2 separate regions of the Mus musculus genome follow, and region 2 is linked to region 1. The links are chromatin contacts, called in public HiChIP or PLAC-seq maps. All regions are on one chromosome and are shown on one strand. The core of a region is the stretch at or near the end of the contact, and the rest is flanking DNA. Distances in the headings are between cores, read along the strand shown.

What was found. HiChIP or PLAC-seq counts read pairs in DNA pulled down with a chosen protein or histone mark.
Region 2: a FOXA1 HiChIP or PLAC-seq map of pancreatic cancer cells shows a contact between it and region 1. The contact joins two enhancer-like sites. A contact is called at or near these places in 1 of 39 promoter capture datasets (hematopoietic stem and progenitor cells), 3 of 115 datasets of contacts at active chromatin or transcription factors (embryonic stem cells, memory CD8 T cells and pancreatic cancer cells) and 1 of 9 other capture datasets (adipose tissue).

The regions. Positions count from the first base shown.
Region 1 is chr9:45,850,110-45,853,196 of GRCm38.p6, forward strand. It overlaps Bace1 (beta-site APP cleaving enzyme 1), which reads left to right. Exons shown (of 9, transcript NM_011792.6): 2 at 2,779-2,867. Among named protein-coding and RNA genes, the nearest start is that of Bace1, 13 kb to the left of the region's middle. Within about 2 kb of position 1,467, at least 119 of the 459 cell types and tissues checked have an H3K27ac peak or open chromatin away from gene starts, as enhancers often do. A contact at or near this core is called in memory CD8 T cells and pancreatic cancer cells, where this site is marked.
Region 2 is chr9:46,183,825-46,186,911 of GRCm38.p6, forward strand. The region is part of intron 6 of Sik3 (SIK family kinase 3); the gene reads left to right. Among named protein-coding and RNA genes, the nearest start is that of Apoa1, 43 kb to the right of the region's middle. Within about 2 kb of position 1,562, at least 57 of the 459 cell types and tissues checked have an H3K27ac peak or open chromatin away from gene starts, as enhancers often do. A contact at or near this core is called in memory CD8 T cells and pancreatic cancer cells, where this site is marked.

The DNA of each region.
Region 1 (3,087 bases), core at 217-2,716:
AGGACCACATGCATAGCAGGAGCAGCCAGACATTGCTGCGGAGGGAGTCTCAACGTTTTCCTGTTTTGTTGTGGAGAGGGAGAGGCAAGAGCGATAGGAGTCTGAAGCCCTGGAAAAGGGCAGGCTGGGGAAGGAGAGGGGCCCAGGAGTGAGGAAAGTTGTTCTTTCTTGGCCTTAGCCCTGTTTGTCTGAGAGAAACCTTCCTCAGGTGGAAGAGTCAGACTGGGACCAGAGAGAAAACAAGGCTCAGGACCTTGTGGTAGAGAAGGAGGAACTCTGAAGAGAGGAGAGACAGGAAAAGGCCCTGGACAACGGGGTCCCTGGATAGAGGTTTCAGTCTAGTGTAAAGAAGTGGCCAATCTGCTCAAGCTAGCCTTTACACAGATCCCAAGTAGTGTCCCTCCCATGAACAGGTTACAGGGACTGTGTCAGGAGGGGACCCATTTCTGGTGCTCAAAGCTAAGCCCTAAAGGTACAGAAAGGGGTCCCGGTAAGCGGGGTGAGGCCTTTTAACCATTAACCCAGCTGGTTGAAATCTGCCATGCGGAGCCTCCAGGCTCTATCGATTATTTTAAAAGCACAGCCACTGTTAACTGGTGGCTGCCCAGAAACCAGGGAGAGGCACAGAAGTAGAGGTGGGGAGAAGCAGGCAGGGAGGAAAATGGGAGCCCAGCCAGGAGTGGGAGCCGGAGAGGAGGTCTGAGGTAGGATTCACGGCTTGGCCATCAATGTAGGGGAGGCTTTGGGGGTGATCAGAAAACCTAAGCTGGCATTGGAATCAGCCAGCACAGCCCATGGGCACTGCTGAGCCCTGAAGCCAGGAAAGGGCCTGGCAGATGGGACAAAACAAGCTCATGACCATGGTGACCTTCGCAAGGTGACTAGGTCAGAGCTTTGCTGACTTCACTGAGAAAGGAAGGGAAGGCCACTGGGAAAGCTGAGGTGCAGGGAGAGAGAGGGCAGAGAGAGTCCATGACAGGCTGCTGGGTTTTCCTGAGGACAGGGCCCTTTCCCTGATCCTCCTATACAGCAAAAACATCACGGTCTGGTGTGGCTGAGGGCAGGGTCAGGCCATCAGAGTCTGACTGCACCTGGCCTGCTATGTATGCACTCTGCTTCATAGTTAGTTTTACAAAGCTAATTTCATTTGTGAGGTGGCTAAATGGGGAGGTGAGGAACCCTCAGACTAAAGCTGGCTTCTGGAGAAGATCAGGTTGAAGGATGCTTGTGTGATAAAGAAACAGGGTTGCTATAACTTGGATCTAAACTGTACCCCAACGGACCATGTGTTTTCAGTGTGGTGCTAGTGGGAGGAAGTCAGGTAACTGGGGGTATACTCTAGGAGGAGATATTAGGACTCTGGCTCCTTCCTCTTCCTCTGCTTCTTGGCTGCGGTGGCAGGTCCCCTTTGTCACACGACGTACTATGTTGACACATACCAAAGCAATGTGGCCTAGTGACCACAGACTGAAACATCTGAAACCCTAAGCTATGTAGTTGAGGTGGGGAGGAAGGGGCAGGCACACGGTGGGTGGCATGTGCCTCAGCATCCTGGAGGTTGGGGAAGAATAAAGGATCAAAGTCACTCTCAGTTTCAAAGTGAGCTCAAGAGCCATTTTGGGTGACAGGAGACCCTTCTTTTAAAAAAAAAAAAAAAAGGCAAGGAAGAGAAGGAAGAAAAGAAGGAAGAGGAGGAGGAAACCAGAGACACAAAATACATTTTTACACTTTCCTAAGTTGCTTTAGGCAGGTGTCACCATGGTGGAAGCTAATACAAGTCACAGTGGAAAGTGACTGCAGGTAAGGAAAGGTGAAATGAGGGACAGTCTGCACATGCATAAACTTCATGACTCATCACAGGATGCATACATTGGCAGGATTTGCGGACAGCGGTTTTGGCTCTGTGATATCATCTGGTCATTTTTGGGAGTCCAGGGTCAGTGGTTTCAACCAGTTTGACCTAGAAGGCATCTCCAGGTTTGAAAAACAATTTTAAAACAACAACCAAAATCCTGAACAACCCTTACCAAGGTGGGTAACCAAACAGAAGAGGCTGCTATTTTTTTCCTTTATTAGTTAAGCGACTTCTAAAATCAGTGATGAGCACAGGTAATTGAAAGCAAATGAAGATACAGAGTTTATTTGGGTTTTTCATGAGTGTAATGTTCTCTTTGGTTTTTACAATTTAAAGAGGATGGTCCAATCCTCTTTGAAAAGGAAAAGAATATGATTCCTTTCATTAAGAGGAGTTGATCACAAGCAGTAGAGCGGGGGACACATTAGTAGAGGTGCTAGGAGAGAGCTGTGCACACACAGCCAGGACAGAGACACAGCTGTCTGTCCACTCTCAGCCATGGCACTCCTGGATGCCCATTCTTTCTGACGATGGCACACATAAGCTTAAGTAACTCAGGAGAAACCACATTATGGGTGTGGGGCATGGAGTCCCACACACACCTGGGTACCAATGTGCCCTACCCACTGATCCCACACATCTTTCCTTGCCAGTGCCAGATGGAGTGGATCAGCCGCAGCAGAGGCCTCTTGATGGCAGAGAGAAATAGTGACGATCAGGTGACAGGAAACACTAGCATGTCACAGACAGACGCAAGTGCAGTCTCTGAGGCTCAGGAGGACCCTCAAAGTCTGCCTGTGGCCTTGGTGCCAGTGCTGTCGGCCTGGCTGCTCTTATTCCGTGGACAGGTCCACCAGGACCACAGGCCGGTGGGTCCAGAGCCGTCTGTCTGCAATGTCTTTTCTCTCCCCTTTCTCTGACAGCTCAACATCCTGGTGGACACGGGCAGTAGTAACTTTGCAGTGGGGGCTGCCCCACACCCTTTCCTGCATCGCTACTACCAGAGGCAGCTGTAAGTCCTGGGGAGGGGTGGGAGAGGGTTCAAGAACAAGAGCCTTTCTTCTACTAGGGAGGGGGAAAGCAAAAGGAGGCAGCTGGGGCCAGGAAGAAAGACAGTGTGGGAAAGGGTGGGTTAAGGGGCAGACATGAAGTGCTTCTGCCCCAAGGCTCCCAGAGCAGAACATGAACCATCTCATTTTCTGTCTATATGGACAGGCAGTAGGGCCAACCCA
Region 2 (3,087 bases), core at 312-2,811, 330 kb after region 1:
TGAGAAATGTACACAATTGTGACTTCTTCTGTAGCACCTCACCCCCGCCCCCTCCCCCAGTCCTGTTTTCTCTTGTTCTGACCTCAGGCCCTGGGCTTTAGTCAGGATAGTGTTTGTCCTTTCTCAGACATAGCAAGCACACTCTGCTGTCCCCTCAGGTGGGCACTCTGAGGCCTCTATTGACACCGCCCTCCCCACTGCCACCAACAGCTTCCATAATTGTGTTTGTCTTAACCCTTGTCTCAGCTCCACATGCTCTAAATTGTTTTCCCACCTCCCATGTCATCATTGTCGTTGTTGTCGTCATCATTGTCATCATTAGCTGGCAGGGATGAGCGGTTTTGGATAAGTTTTGTTCACTGCTATATTCCCAGGCCATGGGGTAGTGTCTGGTGTCTAAACTCATAAAGATGTATTAAAGGAGGGAACTCATACACAGGTTTGTTAAAAATACAGTCTACGGGGGTGGGGGTGGGTACGGCCCACCAAAGCCCTTCCACAGGAAATACTCTCACTCAAACAATATCAAGAAATTACATTGTGCGTGTCTAATCTCAGCACTTGGGAGGTGAAAGCAGGAGGCTCAGGAACTGAAGGTCATTAGCTGCTCAGTGAGTTTGAGTCTAGCCTGGGCCACATGAGATCCTGTTTCAGTCCTTGCTCCACCCTTAAATACACACAAAAATAACTACATTTCTCTAAGGCTAGAGTTTGTGAAGTATTTTCCTGTATTTCGTCTGCTTTAAACCCTGCAGCTGTGCTCTGGAATTGTTACTATATACTATTTTCCTGCTTGCCGTGACGTGTAGAGAAGTGAGTTGCCTTGTAAAAGCCACACAGTTCACCCCAGTCAGCCACTCCTCGGATGCTGTATTGTTCTGCTCAACCTCACTGTTATAAAAAAGGGGGGGGCAGGTCAATAAACCACTTCCTCTGCTTTTCCAGTGTCCACAGTATTTCCTGTGAGGAGTTTGGATATCCTCCATCTTCCACCCCAGCCTCTCAGACCATGCAAGGCTCTTCAGGCCTCCCCAAAGCAGGCTGCTGAGCATAGCTCCTGGCAAATAACCTAGCTGCTGAAACCACGCTCCTAGTGAGTTATCATGAGTGCTGAAAGGCTCTGAGAATGGCAGCGTGATTGTCCCAAATAGTGATACTGTATAATCCCGGAGAGGAGATTCCCCAAGTGAATGAAACAATGCTCTGTAAGATGAAGCACAGAAAGCAAGAACCAGTGGAGGAAAAGAGCTGGCGGTCACCATCTTACTGCATGCTCGTTCTCATCCTCAGCGATGTGCATGTGCTTAGCTTTATCCTGTACCATAGACCTGAATCCCAAGACTCATCAGAGGCTGGTACTATCCATATGGTGAGGCACAGAGGAAAAGGAAATCATAGGATATTCCTTCAAGCATCATGGAGTTCAGTTTCAAGGGAAGTACACTTGAGAGTCTCACCCGGGGTCCTCTTTCTGTCTCTGGGCATAGCTGTGACTCACTAGACCTGGAATTAGCTCTTCCTGTGGAGGTCGAAGCTGTCAGGTCTGCTCTCCCTCTTTGTGCTTCTGTCTCTTTCCTATAGAGGGCAGTGTGGGTGAAAAACAAGACCTGTTCTCTGCTGTCACCACCTTGGCCTGAGCTTACTGATTTCTGTGAAAAGATGTAGAAACTCAGTCAGGGCTGAGAGAGCTTTCCACATTAGCCTGTGAAACACTAGAAGATCCTTTCCTCTATCTTTTATGGCCAAGTCAGACTCCAGAGTGTCTCCAGCTGGGAGATCAGTCTCTGAAGATGGACACTGTTTCTATAGTAACTGTGGGATGAAGTTGTCTTCTCATAGTAGGTCAAAGCTTGTTAGACACGAGTGTTCTTCCATAGCTGTCCTGAGATCAACTAAGGTCACATATTGTTACATGGCATTTGTCATGGGCTAATGAGTGTCATGAGTGGGTTTTAACTACCTAGTTTATTATGGCCTAAAACAACCAGATGTGTTTTACACAGCTGCATCTTCTGGAACCTAGAGGCACCTGGCAGGAATTACATGTCTTTTCAGTGACAATTTTGAATGAAATATGGAAGGAATCACAACGTTGGTCTTATGGTGGTGGATACCACTCAGGAGACAAAGGCAAGCAGATCCTGTGAGGTCAAAGCTAGCCTGCTCTACATAGCAAGTTCCAGGACAGCCAGGGCTACATAATAGAAACTCTGTCTCAATGTCCCAACCTCCCACCCCACCAAAAAAAGGAAAGTTGAGAAAGGACTTACTACTTAACTGTAGACTCTCCTGTCGCTTCGGCATTGTACTATTAAAGTGAGAGGTAGCTCCCCACCGATGGTTGGACACACTCAGGAAACCAATTGGCTTTATAATCTCTTGTTATTATTTTGTAGATGACTAGATCAAGTGACTTCTGGTTAGTTTGCAAAGGTATTTTGAGCCAGTCATCCCGGCACTCAGGAGGCTGAAGCAGGAGGAACATAAGTGAGTTGGACACCAGCATTGGTTACATAGGAGGTTGGAGGCCAGACGGGGTTACATAATGAGACCATCTCACAGCGAAAAACAAAACAAAACAAAACAAACTATTTGATTTACTGTAATTTGGCTCTCCTAGTCTCTGATAAATCATGTTTGTTACAAACCATGTTTGTTTTGTTTTGTTTTTAAGGTTTATTTATTTTTATTATGTATAAAGTGCTCTGCCTGTATGTATTCCTGCAGGCCAGAAGAGGGCACCAGATCTCATTATAGATGGCTATGTTGGAAATTGAACTCAGGACCTCCATAGCCATCTCTCCAGGCCCAGACCAGTGTTTTTGAGTGAAGCTTCTTGGATTGACCCAGAGCTCAGAGCTGTCATCCAGGGAGCATTTCAGCCTTTGCCACAAGATGATAAGGGGACTCATTTCCTTGAGCTCATATAAAATGAGACCTGGTCTAGCCAGTGTCAGCAGTGGCCACATCTGACTCCACCCACTGATGGAAGCCAGCAATATACACATTTGGTTACTAGATTCACTCCCTGATAATACATTTTTAAACCCTTGGATATGTGTTTTGCCTTATCCTCTTGTTAAATAC